Linked DNA regions of Mus musculus: all the other regions are linked to region 3. A link is a contact called in public HiChIP or PLAC-seq and promoter capture Hi-C data. All regions are on one chromosome and are shown on one strand. The core of a region is the stretch at or near the end of the contact, and the rest is flanking DNA. Distances in the headings are between cores, read along the strand shown. Region 1 has its middle 56 kb from the start of Gm23322. Region 2 has its middle 22 kb from the start of Sh3bgrl. Region 3 holds the start of Hmgn5 (high-mobility group nucleosome binding domain 5).

Region 1 (4,329 bases), core at 264-2,763, 60 kb before region 3:
CAACCATCTGTAACAAGATCTGATGCCCTCTTCTGGAGTGTCTGAAGACAGCTACAGTGTACTTACATATAATAAATAAATAAATCTTTTTTTAAAAAGAAGTGCAGGAATAAAGATGGAGCAGATATTGAAAGAATGGTCAACTTGAGACACATTCCATGGGAGAGAGTCAAGCCTTGACACTATTAATGATATTCTGCTATGCTTGCAGACAGGAGCCTGGCATAACTGTCCTCTGTGAGGCTACACCCAGCAGTTAATGGAAACAGATGCAGAGATCCACAACCAAACAGTAGGTGAAACATTGGGAATCCTGTGGAAGAGTAAGGCAAAGCATTGAGGGATGCTGAATGGTCAAGAACAGCAAAAGAAGATGTAGAGAGACAGCTAACCTGGGCTCATGGGAGCTCACAGAGATTGAATCACCAACCAAAGAGTATACATGGGCTGCACCTAGGCCTCTTACATACATGTAACAGATGTGCAGCTTGATCTTCATGTTGTCCCCTAACAATTATAGTAGTGGGCAGGGGGTCTGTCTCTTACTCTGTTTTGAGCCTTTGGATCCCTTTCCCGTAGTTGCACTGCCTTATCTGGCTTCAATGGGAGAGGATGAGCTTAGTCCTACTGTGACATGATGTACCAGGATAGGTGGGTACCTATGGAAGGGGGGGCTCCACTTCTCTGAGGAGGAAATAGGGGAACTGGGAGAGGAGGTATAAGAGTGGGACTGGGAGAAAAAAAATTATGGGAAAGAGCTACAACCAGGCTGTAAAGTAAATAAATAATCAACAGAGAAAGAAAAGAAAGTTCTTAAAGTTAGCAGACAAAGTTTTTATACACCAGTATTGGGCATTGTTGAAATAATTAATTGAATGTTTTGGTTCAGTGCTCAAAATATCTTATGATGAACAGCCTCCTAGACAAAAAGAATCCCTCAACCAGGGGCCATGCTTAACCTCTGGATATGGTCTCTACAGGTTCTCCCCTTTGTTGAATATTTCAGCTAATGTCATCCCTGATTGAAAGATGGGGGCCACCTATTCATCTCAAAAATATTAATACAAAATTGCTCCTGTCTAAAGGAAATGTAGGGACAAAGAGTGGAGCAGAGACTGAAGGAGAAGCCACCCAGAGACTGCCCCATTTGGGGATTCATCCCATATGCAGACACTATTTCTAATGCCAAAAAGTGTTTACTGACAGGAGCCTAGTGTAGCTGTCCCCTGAGAGGCTCCACCAGAGCCTGACCAATATACATGCAGATGCTTGCAGCCAATATTAGACTGAACAGGGAACTCTAATGGAGGAGTTAGGGGAAGGACTGAAGAAGCTAAAGGGGTTTGCAACCCCATAAGAAGAACAACAATATCAACCAACCAGATCCCCCAGAGTTCCCAGGGACTAAATCAACAAAGAGTACACATGGAGGGACTTGAGGCTACATATACAGTTGGATGTAGCAGAGGATGGCTTTATCTAGCATCAATGGGAGGAGAGGCCCTTGGTCCTGTGGAGATTAGATGCCCCACCACAGGGGAATGCTAGTGCGATGAGGTGGGAGCGGGTGGGTGGGAGAGCTCCCTCATAGAAGCAGGGGACAGGGGTATGGGATAGGGGATTTGCAGAGGGGAAACTGGGAAGGGAGAACACATTTGAAATGTAAATACATAAAATAACCAATAAAAAAGTCCAGTCCCCAGCTTTATGCCCAGCTTAGTAGCAGAAAACTTGCTGGAGCCTCCCTTCCCCCCAACTCCCATCTCCAGTGGATCACAGGCAACCTAACTCCTCATAACTTCCCTCCCTCCATTCATTGCATTATCTTAGGCCCAAGATCCAGGTCCTCCCTGGGAAGCCGCAGGTCACTCCTGCTATGGAAACAGATAAACTAACTTCATATCTTTACCTCTCCCCCTGTTCCTGCACTCCAATCCTCCAGTCTCATCCCCAGCTCTGTAACCTATTGTGGCATTCCATTCCTATCTGCCCTCATCTCCAGTGGTCACACAAGTCTTCCCCTCTTAACTTTTTTACTCTCAGCCCCTATCATTTGGACAAAACAGCAGCCTACATAATGAGGAAAGAATTTTACTAACTACACATCTGGTAGACAGCTAATATCCAAAATATGTAAAGAACTCAATAAACTATGAGTATTACTCATGCATTTAAAAAAAAATGAAATTATCAGGTAAATGGTTGGAAATAGAAAAGAAGTCATCCCAAGTGAGGTGACCCAGACACAGAAATACAAATATGATATGTGTCCTCTTATATGTGGATATCAGCTATTAAGGCAATGATAACAAAGCTACAATCACTAGAACCACAAATATTAGGTATTGAAAAAGGGGCTGCTGAGAGGGTGCATAGAGTTCTCTCCAGGAAAGGGAAACAGATAATTATGGGTAGTGGGGGAACAGAAAGAACAAGTAGAGATGAGGATGAAAACAGAAATATGGGGAGAGACATAAACACCAAGCCAGCCACAAACCCCTGATCTACAATGGTGTCCTATCTGCAAGATATGCTAGGACAATGGTGACAAAAAGTTGTGGGAGTGACCAACAAATGTCTGATTTGACTTAAGGCCCACTCCACAAGATAGAACCCAACTGACACTGCTTCATTTACCAAGAACGTAAGACTAGATAGTCTAAGCACCTAGGATAAAATAAATAGTGCTGTTCTAAAAACAACATACAAAAACCAAACAAACAAAACCTAATAGCACTAACATGACTCCTAATGACATTTTACTTAGCATTAACATGACCTCTAATGATATTTTACTATACTCAGCTGAAGTTGTTAAGGGAAAAATAAAAGCATGAAACCCGAAATTAGTCATGGAAGTAGTTTTATAAATTTAGTTTAAAATGGATGGTGTTAATGGATGTCTTTAATCCCAGCATTCAGAAAACAGAGGCAGGAGGATCCGTCACCAACCTGGTCTACAAAGAGAGGAAGGCTACAGAGCTCCAAACAAGAGAGAGAGATAGGGTTTAAAAATAGCAGTGTAGACTCTACGTCATTTGCCTGTTTATTACTTAAGAGGTAAAGAAGATGAGACTGGAGAGATAGCTCAATGATTAAGAGCATTCCTTCTACTAGAACTGGAATGTACCTCTTCTGGGTGACTCAACACTCACTATCTGTAACTCTAGCTTCAGGAGATTCAGCATTTTTTTTTTTTTTTGGCTTCTGTGTGCACTGCATTCACAGGCACCTATCGACGTGGACACACACACACACACACACACACACACACACACATACAAACAGGCAACTAAAAATAAATCTTAATAAGAGAAGGGAAGAAGAAAAGATGTTCTCTTTCTGAGAGGGCTACATTTAAATATCCCATTGTTTTCTTTAAGCATACAAGTGAAGTAGAGCACAAAATATTTTTGAGGAGGCAATTAAAGTACTTACTCAGATTATTGATAATAGAGAGAATTGAAGGTTCATTAAGTACCTTAACTGTCCACTTACTTTTTCAGTAGCTGTGGCCATAAACAATGGACTATTTACAGTTTGTCAATAGTCCAGAAAGCCAAATGCCTAAGTTAGAATCAAGAGCTATAATGATGTTGCATGAATCAAAGGAGTGTTCCAGTTTAGTTTCATGGATTCTCAGAGAAAACAGAAAAATTGTTAGGTCAGAGACCAAAGCAGCAAACATCAATTTTCAGTGAAAGATTTCTCACAATTCCCATGAGTTTCTTTCATTTTGAATTTCTTTCAAACAGATACAATGAAAACTTTTGTTGGGACCAATCTTTTTCAAGGATGTTTGTATAGCAAACAGCTTTAGAAGATACAATGCCTCCTTGTGGAGCAAAAGGAAGATATTCAAATGGGCCAAAATAAAGATAGTATCCTCTTCAAGGACAAATGTTAAGTAGGTTTGCCCACAGTTCCTTTGAAAGACTGATGTTAGGTTGTCAAGATGACTCAAGGGGTAAGGGCACTTACCTTCAAGCCTGACTGTTTGAGATTGATCCCCAGTGCCCACAAAGTGGAAGGAGAGAACCAATTCCCATGTTATTCTCTGACCCCTACATACATAGCATGATGTGTTTACATATGCTCAGGATCCTTTACCTGCAATGAAAGCACTCAGGAAAACAAGAATCTACCTAGACATGTATCTGTCTATAATACCTTCATGATAACCAGAGTATGTTTCTGTTCCATATTCTTTTTTTACTTAACTCAGTTCCCTATGCTTTTTTTGAGTGTGCAGTCCAGCTTCTTGTGGCCCTGGTAAACATGATGCCTAATAGATAAGCACCTGCTTTCTTTTTTTTTCTTTAATTAGGT
Region 2 (4,411 bases), core at 1,338-3,837, 61 kb after region 3:
AGATTAATTATATTCCCATTTTTAAAAAGGCTTGAAAACTTATACCCCAAACTATTCAAGTTATATTTTAGACATAAATGTAAGGAGCTTTTATAGATGAATATGAAAATATCTTCAAGTCTTTGGGATCTAAACAGTCATTGTTTACAATTCACAAAAAGTACAAACTCTTATCTGTCTGTCCGTCTGTCTGTCTGTCTGTCTGTCTGTCTCTGTGTATGTGTGTGTGTGTGTGTGTAATATAATGAACTTAAAATTAACGACAATAGTTCACAAAAATTACACCATTTTAAAAGGGCCTTTTGAGGGTAGCATGAAACCTAATATAACAGAAAACTGTGATGGCTTGTATATGCTTAGGCCAGGCGTTGGCACTATTGGAGGTGTGGCCTTGGAGTAGGTGTGTCACTGTGGGTGTGGGCTTTAAGATCCTAGCTACTATCTGGTTGGAAGTCAGTAGTGTGCTAACAGCCTTCAGATGAAGATGTAGAACTCTCAACTCCTCCCGTACCAAGTCTGCCTGGATGCTGCCATGTTCCCACCTTGATAATAGACCAAACATCTGAATCTGTAAGCCAGCCCCAATTAAATGTTGTCCTTATAATATTTGCCTTGGTCATGGTGTCTGTTCACAGTAGTAAAACCCTAACTATGACAGTAACTGTCTTAGTCAGAGTTTCTTTTCCTGCACAAACATCACGACCAAGAAGCAAGTTGGGGAGGAAAGGGTTTATTCAGAACTGGAACTTAAGCAGGTCAGGAAGCAGTAGCTGATGCAGAGGCCATGGAGGGATGTTCCTTACTGGCTTGCTTCCCCTGGCTTGCTCAGCCTGCTCTCTTATAGAACCCAAGACCACCAGTCCAGGGATGACACCACCCACAATGGGCCCTCCACCCTTGATCTCTAATTGAGAAAAAGCCTTACAGCTGGATCTCATGGAGTTATTTCCTCAACTGAAGCTCCTTTCTCTGTGATAACTCCAGCCTGTATCAAGTTGACACACAAAACCAGCCAGTACACACCCCTCAGAGTATACACCTCAAAGTGCATATACCCCACAGTGGACACATCCCACTCCTGGTACCAGCTACTGGTACCTGTATTAGTCAGAGTTCTCTAGAGTCACAGAACTTATGGGTAGTCTCTATATAGTAAGGGAATTTGTTGATGACTTTCACTCTGTAGTCCAACTCCCCAACAATAATCAACAGCAGCTGTGAATGGAAGTCCAAGGATCTAGCAGTTGCTTAGTCCTACATGGCAAGTAGGAGAAGAAGAGAGAATAAATCTTCCCTCTTCCAATGTCCTTATGTAGGTATCCAGCAGAAGGTGTGGCCAGATTAAAGGTGTGTGCCACCAAGCCTGGATCTGGGGTTTGCTTTGTCCCAGATGAGCTTGAACTCAGAAATCTCCTTGTCTTAATCTTCTGGAATTCATAGCCACTATGCCTCAAGTTCTCCTTACCAAAATCCAGGTCAGAAACTTGTATCTCCCAGCCTCCAGATTAGGATCACAGGTGAGCCTTCCAATTCTGGATTGTAGTTCATTTCAGATATATTCAAGTTGACAACCAGGAATAGCCACTACAGTTACATATATTATATATAATTTATATATGTCATATAGTATATATTGTATATGTGAAATTTATAATATATAACGAAGGTGTGTTAAATGAAATTGCCAAAACATAGGAGAGTCAGAGCCCTACCTGGCTATCTTTTGTCATCAAATGACGCTTCAATTCCACTTACTGGATTACATCTAATGTAGTTGGTCAAAGATTAAGGGGGGCTAAAGGGGGCCCATGGAAAGTGCCAAACCACCCAGGCTGTTGCCAAGATTATAGGTTGTTCTGTACAAACTGACAGCAAGACCTCATTGCTGAAGACAGTACCTCCACAACTCATTGAACATGGAGAAGATGAGCTGGTGCCTATATAGAGCCTCACCTTACATTCTAGCATTTTTGGTGCTCTACACATTACCAAAAGAGAAACAAACACCAACCCAGCCACAAAAGCTTTGACAATAGTGTCCTGACTGCAAGATAGGCTAGTGGCACAAAGCTTTTGAGAAAGGCTAAACATGCTTTATGATTTCTATCCCCTACACTTCGTGGGAATGGGACCAAACACTAGAGATTAGATAACCCAGGAATCAAGTGTAAAGTCAAAACTAAATACTACTGCTCTTTTAAAAATTTATTTATTTTATTTATATGAGTACACTGTAGCTGTGTTCAGACACACCAGAAGAGGGCATCAGAACCCATTACAGAAGGTTCTGAAGCCACCACGTGGCTTCTGAGAATTGAACTCAAGACCTCTGGAAAAATAGTCAGTGCTCTTAAGCACTGAGCCGTATCTCCAGTCCAATACTACTGCTCTTAAAAAACGCAATAAAATGATTCCTAATGACATTAAGTTATACTCATAGATGAGTGCCGTTTTCAGAGAAACTTCCTCATGCAGCAGATGGGAACAAGTATGACGACCTATAGCCAGACATTGTGCAGAGTGAGACACCTTGGAACAATCAGCAGTAAACAGGATGTATTCAAATTCTTCCCTCAGGCCTCAGGGAACCCTAGCGAAGAGGAAGTAGAAAGTAGGAGCCAGAGGGGATGGAGGACACCTGGAGAAAGAGGCCCTCTAAATCAGCATGATGGAAGCTCATAGGAATGCAGAAACCGAAGCAGCAAATAGTCTACAGCAGGCCTTTTGCATATATATGTCATGGTTCACAGTTTAGTGTTCTGTTTCCTGAGTGTGAGAACAAGTAGATCTGTTTCTTGTGCCTCTTTTTCTTCTGATTGTCTGGGTCTTTTTGGATTAGTTTTTTGTATATTATATTGTATTTATTATTATTTATTAGAAGCTTGTTTGTTTTCTAATGAGAGACAGAAAGGGGGGCAGGAGGTGGGGACAAACTGGGAGAGGGACAGGAAACTGTAAGTAAGATATATTATGTGATAAAAAATATTTTTTCTTTTTTTATTAGATATTTTCTTTATTTACATTTCAAATGCTATCCCAAATGCCCCCCCTCCCCTCCTCCCCCCCACTCTCCTACTCACTCACTCCTGCTTCTTGGCCCTGGCGTTCCCCTGTACTGGGGCATATAAAGTTTGCAAGACCAAGGGGCCTCTCTTCCCAATGATGGCCGACTAGGCCATCTTCTGTTACATATGCAGCTAGAGACATGAGCTCTGGGGGTATTGGTTAAGCAGTACTCCCAGAACAATATGAAAAATCAATTTTTAATAAAAGGAAAAAAGCAGATTGTTTTTTAAAACCCAAGATACTCACGCTACTGTACATTATCTAAAAGTTCTTGGGAAAGTACCTTAACATTGAAAGTTTGCTTCTGGAACCCAGATGATATGGGTATTAATAGTGTATACTTCATTTAACTGTGGCAATTATGTAAGTAAATGCATACAAAAGATTTGCTATTATGAAAATAATTATCATGTCTACTCAGTTCTAAAATATATAATGAGTGCTGTATATTAGAAATACACTCAAATGATTGTACAAATTGGTTTATGTGTTTTTTTTTCTTAGTAAATTTTATTATATCTTATATTTTGGCCACAGAGTTTATTGCTGAACAGATGATGGAAAATCACATTCAACACTATAAACAGCTTTTACTTAATGAGATCATATCAATACATAAGTGTGTTACTTACAGAATCATTAAAAAGAAGTTATGTGTTGACTGTACACTACATTACTGCCTTGCTAAAAGCAATAACATGCATGATCTAATAGCTTTATCATTTTAGGAGTTGGGTAATATTATTATGACCATTCTGCACAAAAAGTAGAAGCTGAATTTTATAATAATTAAATCTAGTCCAAAGTCATAAGACAATCTCTAGATCCATGAACTTGATCATTACACTGACAATCTGTAAAATGTGTTTGGGAGAGTCTTGGGAAAGACTAAATATGAATTATGCTATTTAGAAAATAGAATTTTTCTCAAGGCACCAAGACTCTTAATTAGTACTATTGGGAGGAGAAATCAGGAAAATATGAAAATTATTATAACTGAAAATTTATCAACTTCCTTTACCATAAATCAAAATTTTTTGTTTTGTCTTGTTTTTGGAAAATCACAAAATTCTGTAATAGTAACTTGTGCTGGCTAGCCTTATATTAACTTGACACAAGCTAGAGTTATCTGAAAGGAGGGAAACTCAATTGAGAAAAATGTCTTTGTGAGATCAGGTGGTAAGGCATTTTCTTAATTAGTGATTGAGGTGGGAGGGCCGAGCCCATTTTGGGTGGTGCCTCATCTGGACTGGTGGTCCTGTGTTCTATAAGAATGGAGGCTGAGCAAGCCTTGGGAAGCAAGCCAACAATCAGCACCACTCTAGGGCCTGTGAGTCAGCCCCTG
Region 3 (4,276 bases), core at 248-2,747:
ATGCAATTGTATCTATCTGACCAGCTCTACTGATTATGGACTATTTTCCTCCTCAAGTTCTGCATACAAAACAACAGTCCCACCATACTTTCAAGGAAGGAGGTCTTTGTTCTAACGTTAACGTTTTGTTCAGAGAAGCAGGAGGCGGATTTTAAAACTTCCCGCCACTACCTGCTACAAGGTTGCTGTCAGCTCTGCAAAATAGCAAGATCCATTGCACAAGACGAAAAGAGCCTGGCGGCAGGAGTCTCGGGAAGGGGGGTGGTGATTAGAAACAATTGCTTTCGGTATCTGAGTAGCCCTTTACCCTGGGAATTACCAGGCTATTATTTCAATGATACAGCCCCAGAGCACTGAGGAATTTCAGCCTCATTTCTATGTTCTAGGAATACGGAAGGCGGACGGATTCACAAGAATATATAAACAATCATAAGGCTTTTACATTAACACAGTATTTCATTTTATGATTTCACCAAGCAATGAAATAGCATTCCATTTTAGTTGTAAGATACTCGGGGGAGGGGGAGGGGTGGTGGAGGAACACACAAACACCGAGCTTCAACTTATATGTGCGCGGAGACAGGAATTTTGAAGTGAAGGGTTACAGAAGACCTGTAGCCCTTGGTAGCTCGGATCAACTCCCCATGTCTAAAGTGAACTAATCTCACGCCACCCCACCATCCAACGCTGTTAGTAGTTTCTCGGACGCGGCTCTCTAATCACCTTTCCACCTTTAACTAGAGAGTTCCGAGAGTGCCAAATCTCTCAGATCTAAAGTTTCTAATTACAGCGGTGAATCTCTCCCTTCTCTAGGACAGTTTGAAGTCTGCGCCGCCTAATGGCACAGGATTACCATTGCATAGCCATCTGGCATGACAAGAAGTGGAGGAGGGAAGAGGGGGGAAAAAGGAAAAAAAGAAAACGGAAAGAACAAAGGCAAAAAACAAGAGAAAGCCAGGGCTTTCGTTCCCCCAAACGGGATGGTTCTCTGAGAAAAACGGGAGGTAGAGGAGGAAGCTGGCGCTGGAAGTGTGGTTGGGAGAAGAGTTCTCCAATAGGGTAAGCGGAGGAAGGGGGGTGGGGTAGGAAGCGACAGCACAGCGCTATGGCTGTTTGTAATTCAGCATGGAGACACCTCTCAAACGATTCTCTCCCTTAAACAAAACAAGCCAAAAGTGAACTACCAGTTGCATACGAGACCTTCTGAAACCAAACACAGACGGATCGCTACCTTTCCCTCGCCTTCCATTCAGGACATCATAAAATCAAACTAGAAGCCAAAATGATCTTTCAAAAAGATACAAATCTCTGCGGTAGGAAATATGTATTTCGGCAGCTAATATCCCGTCTATCTTCCCATTTCACTTACCTTTCTTTTGGGCATTGTTGCAGCTCTCCGTTGGAGATCCTTAGGCAGGAGGGAAAAAAGCCGAGAGGAGTCTCTGCCTGACCGCTCCGCGAGCGACTGAGTTTTCAATGAACTAATTGCAGCACGATATGTACTCGCGTCCCCCCTCCCCCTAAAAAAAATCTCTCGTTATTGGCAACATTAAACACGCCAAGACGCAACCAAACTACGTGAATGGTTACCCGAAGTGGGAGCCAGGTTGGAGTGACAGGCTGTCAGGCCAATGAGGGGAGGTGGCCGGTTCGGAAGGCGTGGCCCGCGAACTTGCCCGAAGCCCTCGTATGCTGCCGGCTTTGACTGCCTCTAGGGTGCCGGAGTCCACGCACTTAGCAGACGCCTAGTGCTCCAACGTGACCAGCAGGAAATCCAGTTTTCTTGCCTTTTCACCTTTTTTTTTAAGTTAGAACGACAAGCGAAAGCTCAAACAGTTGGTTTTTTTCCCCCCACGATCTCCACCCCCCTTCCTTCTTCGCGCGGGGTGGCGGGCCCTTTTGAGACTGGATTGAGCCAGAAGCTCCAGTCTTTCCCAGTTAGCAAAAGGGCGAGGTTGGAGTGACAGGCTCACCCGTTTAGAGACCAGAAAAAGAGTAGGGAACGTTTCTGGTCGTGAGAACTTCCCGCCAATGCTGAACTGTGGTCCTGGCTTTAGAAGGGTGCCAGAACTGCGCGCCTCCCTCAGGTGGAGAGTAGCAATAAATCCGGGACCTGGAAGAGCAGGACTCCACTGCAGGCCGCCTACCTTCTAAAAGAGCTAGTACTCCGCCTGGAGAGAATCTAGCAAGAATTAAAAGGGGCCACGCGGGAAGTCAGTAATAACAGAGGTCACCCAGAGGAAAAACAGTGACTTTAATGGATTTGTAATTCAAAGATGATATTTAGGGCTACATAGAAAACCAAACCAAACCATTCGTTATCTTTATTACTGAAACTTGAGGTGTCTCCTTATTTATTATTTTTTTTTTAATTTTTTGGCCCACAGAAGTGCCCCCTGAACCTATTCTAGTCTCAGAAGGTGTTTAAGTAGCAGCTTTCTGTTCTGAGAATCTTCCATTTGCCCTCTAGTGTCAGAGTCTGAGACCTAAACGTTTGGTGAAAAGAAAAGAATAATATGCTTAGAAAAAAATCCGGTTAAAACAGAGTGCTGAGGGCTGCTAATTGTTACTGGAACTAGGCAAGCCGGGTCCCTGCAGCCTTTTTTGAGATGTGCTTTGCTTCAGTTGTTGAAAGAGCTAATTGTATTTAAAAGTGCTTCAACAACAGTCTCCATTCCCTAAGCTGAAAGTCTAATCAGAAAAGGAAATTAACCTTTTAAACAGTTACTTAAAAATTTAGGCCCCAGCCTAGTGGTGTATGGCTTTAATCCCAGCACTTGGGAGGCAGAATCAGGCAGATCACTGTGAGATCAAGACTAGCCTGGTCTACATACAACAAGCAAGCCAGAGTTACCTAGTGAGACTCTGCTTCATTGTGTCCCCTCCCCCAACTCTTTTTCTGTTCCTGTAGCTTAAAGAAAAAGCAGACCATCCGTTTCAAAGAATACTAGCCCGGATTGGTGGTGGCAAGGTAGCAGTGAGATGCTGAGATTCAAGTCATTCTAGGCTAAATAGACATCCTGCCACAAACAAACAAACAAACAAACAAACAACAAACCAAATTGATTTACAGATTACCAAACCATCTGTCCAATCTAAAACGCACCCTGACAGAGCCTATCCTTTCGAGTTTTGTCCCATCTTCCCTAGCGTTTAGCCTGGGGAGTTAAACAAACCACTTACCCTAAGACCTACTGAACCTACTCAAGTGACTTCACACTGCATTCTCATGCAAGAAGACAACTGAAAGGCGCATTTACATTTGCTTCCTTGGCCTGCAGTTATGTGTCATCTGACCAGGCTCCAGATGGCCTTTTAGTTACCTTTAAGTGAAAGCATAGTTGAAAGAACCTAGGTATATTTCAGTAATTTGATTTTCTGAGAGAAAATTGGTTTCAATATAAGAATTGTCTCATAAGGATAAGGGAAAAATGAAGAGAATGAAAATGTGTTAGTGATGGAATGCATCCATTCCAAGTATTCTTATTTATCATTATTTTGTGGGTTAGATTTTTGTTTTTGTAACTCGCTTATATAAATGCAACCCCCTGTGGCATGCAAAGTGGCAGTACACAGTTTCTGCCCTTAAGGATTTTTGTAGCTCTGTAGGATTGAGAAAACAGATGCATATGTATTTACAAATCAAAGTTGCATATATTATATGAATTGTGAAGTTTATAGTTAATAATGCCGTGGGGGTGGGGTGGGAAGGCTCCTTTTCAAAAGCATTTGAAGAAGGCTTTTGGTATCTGGCCCTGAACATTTGTGGAGATAGTTACTCTATAACACTGCAGAGGCAAAGTTTGGACTTGTTAAGGGAACAGACTGCCCAGTCTGAGTAAATTGAAACAAATGATGAAGATGAACTCAGGGAAGTAAATCTCAAGTTGAAGGCAACTTTAAATAAGCTGTCAGAGTGAGTGAGCTCTGGCACCTCTCAGGTTTGTCAGCTATTTTCTGCTTTGGTCAGTCTTTCCTCCCTGGAGTTCAACCTGTCCATTTCTGCTTTTCAGATTGCCTAAATGTGAAACTTTAATCTAGCTCTTCACTCCACCCCCATAATTCTTTGGAGTAGTAAACAAGATGGGTGTCTTTTGTGCCAGTCAACTTCCTTTAGTTCTTGGCCTTTGTGACATTTTTACCTGTGTCTGAAGCTGCATTACTTACAGTGTCACCTACAAAATATACCAAATCGATGCAGTCCTAGTCTAGTATGACTTCTTCTTCTTCTTCTTCTTCTTCTTCTTCTTCTTCTTCTTCTTCTTCTTCTTCTTCT

What was found. Promoter capture Hi-C pulls out the DNA fragments that hold promoters and counts their contacts. HiChIP or PLAC-seq counts read pairs in DNA pulled down with a chosen protein or histone mark.
Region 1: a contact with region 3 is called in an H3K27ac HiChIP or PLAC-seq map of extraembryonic endoderm stem cells. The contact joins the enhancer-like site here to the promoter of Hmgn5 in region 3. A contact is called at or near these places in 3 of 39 promoter capture datasets (3T3-L1-derived adipocytes, cranial neural crest and liver) and 2 of 115 datasets of contacts at active chromatin or transcription factors (extraembryonic endoderm stem cells and trophoblast stem cells).
Region 2: a contact with region 3 is called in a promoter capture Hi-C map of trophoblast stem cells, with 2.7 times the contacts expected there. The contact joins the enhancer-like site here to the promoter of Hmgn5 in region 3. A contact is called at or near these places in 11 of 39 promoter capture datasets (the 3T3-L1 cell line, 3T3-L1-derived adipocytes, the C10 cell line and 6 more), 2 of 15 datasets of contacts at CTCF or cohesin (pro-B cells and stem cell-derived epiblast-like cells), 32 of 484 Hi-C or Micro-C datasets (the G1E-ER4 cell line, Sertoli cells, adipose-derived mesenchymal stem cells and 15 more), 7 of 115 datasets of contacts at active chromatin or transcription factors (bone marrow-derived macrophages, embryonic stem cells, epiblast stem cells and 3 more) and 3 of 9 other capture datasets (adipose tissue, embryonic stem cells and liver).

The regions. Positions count from the first base shown.
Region 1 is chrX:108,951,753-108,956,081 of GRCm38.p6, forward strand. No RefSeq gene overlaps it. Among named protein-coding and RNA genes, the nearest start is that of Gm23322, 56 kb to the right of the region's middle. Within about 2 kb of position 1,514, at least 1 of the 459 cell types and tissues checked has an H3K27ac peak or open chromatin away from gene starts, as enhancers often do. A contact at or near this core is called in extraembryonic endoderm stem cells, where this site is marked.
Region 2 is chrX:109,071,519-109,075,929 of GRCm38.p6, forward strand. No RefSeq gene overlaps it. Among named protein-coding and RNA genes, the nearest start is that of Sh3bgrl, 22 kb to the right of the region's middle. Within about 2 kb of position 2,588, at least 5 of the 459 cell types and tissues checked have an H3K27ac peak or open chromatin away from gene starts, as enhancers often do. A contact at or near this core is called in trophoblast stem cells, where this site is marked.
Region 3 is chrX:109,011,883-109,016,158 of GRCm38.p6, forward strand. It overlaps Hmgn5 (high-mobility group nucleosome binding domain 5), which reads right to left and starts at 1,498. Exons shown (of 6, transcript NM_016710.2): 1 at 1,370-1,498. The coding sequence starts at 1,384.